Regions from separate parts of the Mus musculus genome. Here all the other regions are linked to region 2. A link is a contact called in public promoter capture Hi-C data. All regions are on one chromosome and are shown on one strand. The core of a region is the stretch at or near the end of the contact, and the rest is flanking DNA. Distances in the headings are between cores, read along the strand shown.

Region 1 (2,826 bases), core at 165-2,664, about 25 Mb before region 2:
ACAGTGGCCGGGCGGTGGTGGCGCACGCCTTTAATCCCAGCACTTGGGAGGCAGAGGCAGGCGGATTTCTGAGTCCGAGGCCAGCCTGGTCTACAAAGTGAGTTCCAGGACAGCCAGGACTATACAGAGAAACGCTGTCTCGAAAAAACCAAACCTAAACAAAACAAAACCAAAACAACAACAACAAAAAACAAAACAAAACAAAACCAAGAACAACAGCAACAAAAGTTAAGTAAAAGCAAGAATTTGTGCTTAATAAAGATTCCCAACTGTCCATAAGTGGGGAGTGCGGAGAAACAATCTCTGAATGTTTTCCATCTGAGATTCACACAAGTATTTCAATCTTTTGTGAAAAAGCTGGTATTATTACTTTTATGGGAGAGGGGTTGAGGCTACTTGTTTATTCACATTTAGCTGATGGCCAGGTCTCACTTCCTAGCTCAATTTGGCTTCCAACTAAAAGCAATCCTCTTGCCTTGCCTGGGTCTGTTTGCTTATTGCAGGCATGGGTCTGCACCCAATTTGCCTTTTTTATATTTACTTCTTCCTATTATGAAGCTGAATGCAAAAATAAATTCTTGTATAAAAAAGTTCCTGGGCTGGAGAGATGGCTCAGCAGTTAAGAGCACCAATTGCTTTTCTGAAGGTCCTGAGTTCAAATCCCAGCAACCACATTGTGGCTCACAACCATCCGTAATGAGATCTGATGCCCTCTTCTGGTGTGTCTAAAGACAGCTACAGTGTACTCACATATACATAAATAAATAAATCTTAAAAAAAAAAAAAAAAGTTCCCGAGGCGGGGACATCAAGAGAGTCCAAAGTGAACAAGATCCAGAATCAGGACATGTGAGGAGGAGGAGAAGGAGAAGGAGAGAGAGGCGAGCCAGGAGAGTAAAGGACCCAGTAACCAAATCGGCTGGATTATAAAGGGAAGGGCAGCCCAAGCCCTGAGCTGGAGAAGTTTAAGGTATGAAAAGCCTTTAAGCTTTTTAGGCTTAAAACCATCCTGTAACCATCTTGCCATCTCCAAATTTAAAATATTTAGAACCAACATACAGGGCTGGAAGAGGAGCTGCTACCGCAATAATGGGGAGGTAAAGGCAACAGGCTCAGAAGTTTAAGGCCACCCTTGAAATAAGAGATCCTGTCTCAAAATCAAGACAAAAATTTTTTTAAAAAGCAGCCATGCAGCACCGCTACAAAAGTAGAGAACTTTAAACTACTCAAAAAGGTTAAAACCTGCTTCGTTAGCCACCTGCGAAAAGAAACGAAAGAACTTTCCGGAACTTTTTTCTGAGTCCCAGAGGGGAACTACCAGAAGAAATAAACTTCCGGTGTGCCACTTCCGGCCGAGGCCTCACAGTCGGTGGCGCCCTGGCAGACCGGAAGTCTGTCACCTTTCCCGGTCCGCCTACTTCCGGAAGTGACGCGCAGCGGGGTTGCCGGAAGAAGTGGCGAAGTTACTTTTGCTTTTCGCTCAGCAAGCGCTGTTGCTTCGAGCTACTCCCAGGCTTCTGAAGTTACTTCCAAAGTGCTGTGGAGGCACAATCACCGGTGCGGACACAGAGGCAAGTGCGCCGGGCGGCCGGGCAGGTGGGACTGAGCCCGGTACGCGGATCGCCGTGGGTCCCGCTTAGCGCGCGCATCCTTCCCTCACTTTCCTCGCAGCTCTCGCCTCCCACGGCCGTTTCCAGGGCAACAGAGTCGGAGACCCCCTGCGACCCCCCTCCCGATCGCCGGTGCAGTCATGAGCCCCGCCTCCCCCTGGTGCACGGAGAGGGGCGGGGCCTGGAACAAGGTGGGCGTGACTCTACGGGGCGGGGCGTAGGGAAAGCCTATGGTTGGTGGGCGGGGGCGGGACACAGATGGGCAGAAGGCCTGCTGTAGATAGTCTGTGATTAAAGGCTTTTGATTCTTGGGGCGGGGCCTAGACCACTGTTGGGGGGGATTGGGAGGGGCAGAGGCATGGAGGGCGTGGCACAGTGAAGACCTATAATTGGCTTTGGGGGAATGAGAGGGGCGGAGCCTAGGAGGAACGGGGCGGAATTTGGGTTTCTGCTCCAGAGTGGGAAGGGGTGGGGCCAGGGACTTGATGGGATGGGTAGGGTCTGGGGTCTGTATTGGGGTGCGTTAAAGCCTTGAAGGAGCCTATGGTAGAAGGGTAATGGTTGCGCCCTGATGGGAGAGGCGGGGCAAAGTTAGGATCTCCCATGATAAGAGCACAGTTGGTGCTCACAGAAGAGGAATAGAGTTGTTGGGCTCTCTGAGGTCATGATTCGTAGAGAGGTGGAAGGAGCAGTGGGCCGGGTTGGGCATGTTAAAGTGTGTGATGTTTATTAGGAACTAGGGCTGGGAGTGGGGGCTCAATATAGAAGTTAAAAACACTGAGGTGTGGCACAGTCTTGTAATGGCAGCACTTGAGAGGCCGAGGCAGGAGTGCGGAAGATCCCAGGACAGCCTAGAGTAGTGTGTTCCAAGATTTTGGAGGTGGTTCAAGCTGTTCAGCCACATAGTTCGGGTAGCCTGAGCTGTATGAGATCATGTCTCAAGAGTCCGTGAGCACTGGAAGAAGAGACACCCCTATTATGCCCTGTAATTGGCTGGCTCCCCTATGTTCAGCAGGCTGCTTCGTGACCCACTATGTCTTCCCCCACAAGTTCTCTGGACACTCCCGTGCCTGGTGAGTGACGGGCTTTCCCTAGCCAGCCCCTTCCACAGTGTTGGAGAAGCTCACTGTCCTGTCTTCCTTTTCCTAGGGAATGGTTCTCCTCAGCCCAGTACCTCCGCCACGTCACCCACTATTAAGGAAGAGGGGCAGGAGACT
Region 2 (2,700 bases), core at 146-2,645:
TGCAAGTTTTAGGTCATAGCAAGGCTCAAGAAAGAAAAAAAGAAAGAAAAGAAAAGAAAGAAGGAAGGGGGGGCAGGCAAGATGGCTCAGTGGGTAAAGGTACTTGCCAGCTTCGTGACCTCACTCAGTTCAGTCCTGAGGATCTACACAGTACAAGGATAAAATCAAGTCCCACGGGTTATCTTTTGCCCTTCACAGGAGCTTCACAGCACTCATCCATGTGTGTACAGACAGCACAAAGACATGTTTTAGAGGCCAGAGAGATGCCTTCTCAGTTAAGAGCACTGGCTGCTCTTCAAGAGGATCTGGATTCAATTCCAGGTCTAGGGGAGCCAATGACTTCTGGCCTCTGCAGGTCTACATGCATGTAGTGCACAGACATACAGGCATGCAAAACATCCACACAAAAAACAAAAGGATGTTCCATTGCTATAACCTCAGCACTTGGGAAGTGGAGATGGGAGGAACTGGATTTAAGGCCAACCCTAGCTACACATCAATTTCAAGGCTAGCCCAGGAAACATGTGACCCAATCGAAGACCCAAACTAAACAAACAAAAGCTATCACTGGCCATTGCCCAGCTGCCAGCCTCTCCCTTAACCACCCTGTCATGCCATTTTACCAACGGGCAAACCGAGGATTGCAGAGCATGGCAGGTTATTTTTCCAAAGCAACCCAAGCCTAAACTCACACCGTAGTCCCAGGGATCCTTTTAACTCCCAAGAGCCCCCAAGTCTTCGCTCTTACCCCTGCACAGGGCACCTCTTCTTCCTCCAGTGGGATAACAAACTTCCTCCTGGTGGGTGGTCCTGAGGGCTGTGGCCGACTTTCCTCGTCCTTCCCAGGGTCCATCTGGGGCCTGAAAGGCGTGGCGACATCGTCGTAGGCATTTCCATATTCCAGAGGGAAACTCTGGCTCACAGTGGTATCCCCACCCCATCCCACAAAAGGTTGCCCGGTTCGCTAGCGTTAGGTTCCAGAGGACCAACCAGTGGGCCCGCCCCTTTCCTCCTTCTCACTCCGGATTGGTCTACGGGTCTTATAGCCCCGCCTACCTGCTATTACTCCCGCACGACACTCGCTCAGAGGCAATTGGCCCCGCCCCCAGGGGCACACCTGGATGCTTTCGCCTCGCCCAGTCCCGGCCTAGTCTCAGCCTCCGCAATGATTGGCTTCTTCCGCTGCCAATCATCAATCCCCGGCCTCCATCCACCTCCACCCTGTCCCTCTCGGTCCTAGCTCTGCGTCTAAGCACTGCCAAAACTCACCTGGTCTTTCCCGATGCCTAGAAGGAAATACCACGGGGGGAAACAGAGGCGACACAACGCCAGCACAGCCAGCACAACTCCTGCTAGACTCACTTCCGGCCGCTCTGGCCCTTCGCTCGTCTCGCTGCTCCCCGGAGGAGTTAGAGCGGGGAACTCTATTCGCGCTGCTCTCTATGGTCCTGGAGGACCGCTGTGGTTTGGGGCGGATGGAAGCTTGTGCATCTTGGTACCTGGGAGACTTTGACTTCAAGTAGTTGTGTTCCAAGGCCCTCTTGAGCGCTTCCCAGACTCCAGATCCGGCTCAGTGATGATCAAAGGAGGTGGGGGAGGGAAAGGAGGAAAGGAGAGAGAGACAGAGACAAAGAGAGAGAGAGACAGAGAGAGAGAGAGAGAGAGAGAGAGGAGGGAGGTGAGATTTCAGAGGACGCCCTCCCTGTAAGCGTGGGTGGACTCAGCCCACAGACATTGACTCACTCATTCTAAGCCATTCCCCACTTGCATCCCAAGCAGGGACTGATACCGACAGCTGTGGCTTAAAGTCCAGTGGGACAGTCAGACAGGGACAACCCAGAGCGGGCAGGGTCGGGAAGGGAGAGCCCAGAGGACATTGAGCCCGTGTTAGGGGGCACCTGACCCAGCTGGGGTGTGAGGACGGGCTTCCTGAAGGAAGGGACACCTGTGTTCCGAGACCTGGGCCCCATGAATGACTTAGTATGACTCATTTCCTGGAAGGACAGTTTCACCCCGTTCCAACTTGTAGTTCTGTGATTGCTAAGGAAATAGTTTAATGGTCTTATATATTTTTTGTTCTTGCTCATTTCCTTTGCCTATTCCTTTTAACAAAGATTGGCTCATATCCTTTGCCCATTTTTTCGAAATGAGCAATTCAACGGTTTTTTAAATTAAAAAGGGGGAGGAAAAGGAGATGAGCATCTTTTGATTACCGCCCATTTGTTGGAGTGATGCTTAAGGGCTGATGCTGTTAGTCACTTCATTAGGCTGCAAATCTTTCCTTCGAGTTCATACTTTTAAAAATTCTCCATTTAAAATTTTGCATGCATTTACCAACGTATTCTCCATTTTCTTTTGGTCTTCGTGTATTGAGAGAGGGCACGCCCAAAGGTCATCATATGTAATCCCTCTATATCTTTTTTAATGTTTTCCTAGTTGTGAGGTGTGTGTGTGTGTGTGTGTGTGTGTGTGTGTGTACAAGCACATGCCTACGCTGTGAATTCTAGGCAGAGACACTACTATTGAGCCATGGCCCCAGGCCTTTGGAAGTGTGATACAAAACAGAACTATTAATAGTAGCCAGGCGAAATGGCTCACACATTTAATCCCAACACACGAGGCAGAGACAGGCGGATCTCGGTGAGTTCGAGGACAGCATGACCTACAGAGTGATTTCCAGGTCAGCCAGAGCTACAAAAT
Region 3 (2,806 bases), core at 6-2,505, about 25 Mb before region 2:
GGGAGGTTGGAGGAAGTTGGGACTTAGAGGGGCAGTCACCCGAGGAGCTGCAGGTGTCCATTCTCCTTGTCAGGGCCGGCCAGCAGCAGCAGGTCTGGCAGCTCCAGGGCAGGACTAGAGGCTGCCACCCCCATGGTGACCTTGTTGGCGACTTCTCCAAACCGGGTCACCTGGGGCCAAAGGTTAAGAGGATCGATAGATGGAGAACAGAACTCAACAGGAATCTGATTGGGTCTTGGGGATCTTGACAGAGTGAAAGGTCATGAACTAGGGGAGATGAACAGTAGGTTAGGGATTGGGAATGTGGCTCAGAATATAAGCACACATGCCTAGAATCCCCCGGTGCAGGGCTAGGGTGTGACTAAGGGGTAGAGCTCCTGCTGAATAACGAGTGAAGCCCAGAGTACCAGCCATATTACCTCTAAAAAGGAAAAAAAAAAAAAAAAAAAGGCTTGTGGGCCAAAGATTTTAGGATTAAAGGACAAGAACCATATGTGTACAGTCAAGGAAACTGAGACAAAGGCTTCTGAAGACACAAAAAGCCCAGCGGGCTCAGAGGTGATGTGGATCACTTGGAAAGAACGACAAATGATGGGGGAGATCCGTACATCAACGGGTCGGAGGTCCGGGGCTCCACACCTGCACGAAGTTGCTTTCAAAGATGGGAAAGTCGCGCAGCTGGTCGAACTCGCCGCTCAGGAGGTGGCGTTGGAGGCGCCCAGGGCGGCACGGGGCGTAGGCTGGAGCCAGGGGGCGGTCTGCAGGGGCGAAGCGCGAGCATCCATCCCAGGATGCCAGGTACATGAACTCTGACCGAGGGCGCATGCGGGGCAGCGGCCTCCGCATTGCTGGTCCCATACCTTCCCCGGCTCCCTCTCTAGGGCCAACCCCTCCAGGCAGAAGTCCTTTTGTCACCTTCCATCCCCTCAGAACTGGTCTCACCTGCTCCGCCCCGAGCGGCCTTAAGATCTCGACCGCCCTTCATCGCCACGCCCCGGCCCTGGGGAGGAACGCCGAGTGAAGCCTGGGACAGACAGATAAAGGGTGGGGCCTAGAGCTTGTGACTTTACAATAGGGTGCCCGGCGTTCCGTGACGTCAACGACGTCACTTCTCTCCCAGGTGGTGTCACCGGGAACGTGAGCCCTAGAGACCCGGATGGAGAAATGGCCGCCCTGACTGCGGGAGCAGGCGGACGGGCGCTAGTGCGCAGGCGCGGCGTGCGGCGCAGGCGCGTGAGCCTCAGGATGAACCCTGTGTTTCCTAGCGGGCTGTATGGCTCTCGGTTTTTCTCAACGCTCCCGTATGGTGGCCGCGGGTGCCGGGGTGACCCGGCTGCTAGTGCTCTTGCTGATGGTAGCCGCGGCTCCTAGCAGAGCCCGAGGCAGCGGCTGCCGGGTCGGGGCCTCCGCGCGTGGGGTGAGTGCTAGTGGCCGGGGCGGGGCGGCCTCCTGTGGGCGCTAGATGGACCCCATCATGAATATTCATGAGAGGATGTGGTTTGCTCGGAACCTGAGCTGCGTGGAGTAGTGGTAGCTAGCCTCTCATCTCCGTGCTTGGGAGGCTGAGGCTGGAGGATCAAGGAGTTTGAGGCTAGCTTGGATTGCTTGAGATTGTCTCAAAAATACAAAAATGGGGGTGTGATGGTGCACGCTTTCAATACCCCTATTCGGGAGGCAGAGACAGGTGAATTTCTGAGTTCGAGGCCAGCCTAGGACAAAGGGAGTTCTAGGCCAACCAGGGCTACACAGTGAGACCCTGACTCAATAAGTAATTAATAAAGATATGGCAAGGAAGCAGTGCTCTAGTGCTAGGGTTGGAATCATGTTTCTGAATATGCACGAAGAAGTCAGGTCCTTCAGGAGCCAGAGTGCTGTAGGATGCCTGGCTAGGAGAAGCTTGAAATTAAGACATCTAAGGCTTAGGCCTGGGTGTGGGGTGCAAGGTCACCTTGGGCTACCTAAGGTCCTGTTTCAAAAAAACCCCAAAAATAGGGTGCTGGAGAAATGAGGGCCAAGAGAACTGACTGCTTTTCTGGAGTACCTGGGTTTGCTTTCTGGCACCTACCTAGAGGCTCACGACTGTCTGCTAACTTCAGTTTTTGGGGATTGCACATTCTCTTCTGGCACACCAGGTACCAGGCATGCACACAGGGCACATAGGTACATGCAGCAGATATCCATACACAAAATTAAAAAAAGAAAAATTACAAAGAAATTAAGCTGATGGTGGTGGTGCTCATGTGTAACCCCAAGCGCTCAGCAGACGTAGGCAGGAGGATCATCTCCGGTCTGGATCAGGGAGTGATTTAGTGGGACTCTGCTTCAGAACCGTGGGAAAGAAAGTGTGGATCTAGGATGTGCCAGAGAGAAGTGGGCTTCTTGCCAATGTGAATGGTCAGAGTATTAGCATGTGCAAAGGAAGTGAACTCGTGAATGAAAACCTGAATGACCTGGGGTGGGGGGCAGAGCAAGGTGGTATTTACCTGTAGTAGCAGCACGAAGAGGTGGAGGCAGAAGAATTGTGAATCAGAGGTTAGCTCGGGCTGTGCACTGAGACTCTCAAAACCAAAAAAACCAACAAAAAGATAACGACCCGGGCATTGGACATGAGAATAACAAGCTTTTAGAGTTTTCTTTGGGCTATGGAAATGGACTGTGTCATGAGAGGCAGTCCTGGGCAGAGCACCTGTGATTGGATGTGAGCATGCAGCTACGGCCTGTCCTTCAGCCTGTCCTTCTGCCCCGCCCAGAGCGTGAGTGGTTCTTACTTGGGGTCCTTGTCTCCCTTGCAGACCGGGGCCGATGG

What was found. Promoter capture Hi-C pulls out the DNA fragments that hold promoters and counts their contacts.
Region 1: a promoter capture Hi-C map of cranial neural crest shows a contact between it and region 2. The contact joins the promoter of Nr1h2 here to the promoter of Ercc1 in region 2. A contact is called at or near these places in 5 of 39 promoter capture datasets (cranial neural crest, frontonasal cranial neural crest, maxillary cranial neural crest and 2 more).
Region 3: a promoter capture Hi-C map of pre-B cells shows a contact between it and region 2. The contact joins the promoter of Emc10 here to the promoter of Ercc1 in region 2. A contact is called at or near these places in 3 of 39 promoter capture datasets (cranial neural crest, frontonasal cranial neural crest and pre-B cells).

What each region holds. Positions count from the first base shown.
Region 1 is chr7:44,552,553-44,555,378 of GRCm38.p6, reverse strand. Nr1h2 (nuclear receptor subfamily 1, group H, member 2) reads left to right here and starts at 1,414. Exons shown (of 10, transcript NM_001285517.1): 1 at 1,414-1,570; 2 at 1,671-1,800; 3 at 2,625-2,682; 4 at 2,759-2,826. The coding sequence starts at 2,643.
Region 2 is chr7:19,343,766-19,346,465 of GRCm38.p6, reverse strand. Ercc1 (excision repair cross-complementing rodent repair deficiency, complementation group 1) reads right to left here and starts at 1,395. Exons shown (of 10, transcript NM_007948.2): 1 at 1,270-1,395; 2 at 749-860. The coding sequence starts at 853.
Region 3 is chr7:44,494,867-44,497,672 of GRCm38.p6, reverse strand. It overlaps Emc10 (ER membrane protein complex subunit 10), which reads left to right and starts at 1,255. Exons shown (of 7, transcript NM_197991.3): 1 at 1,255-1,417; 2 at 2,793-2,806. The coding sequence starts at 1,304. Fam71e1 (family with sequence similarity 71, member E1) reads right to left here and starts at 1,078. Exons shown (of 5, transcript NM_028169.2): 1 at 943-1,078; 2 at 640-758; 3 at 40-170. The coding sequence starts at 985.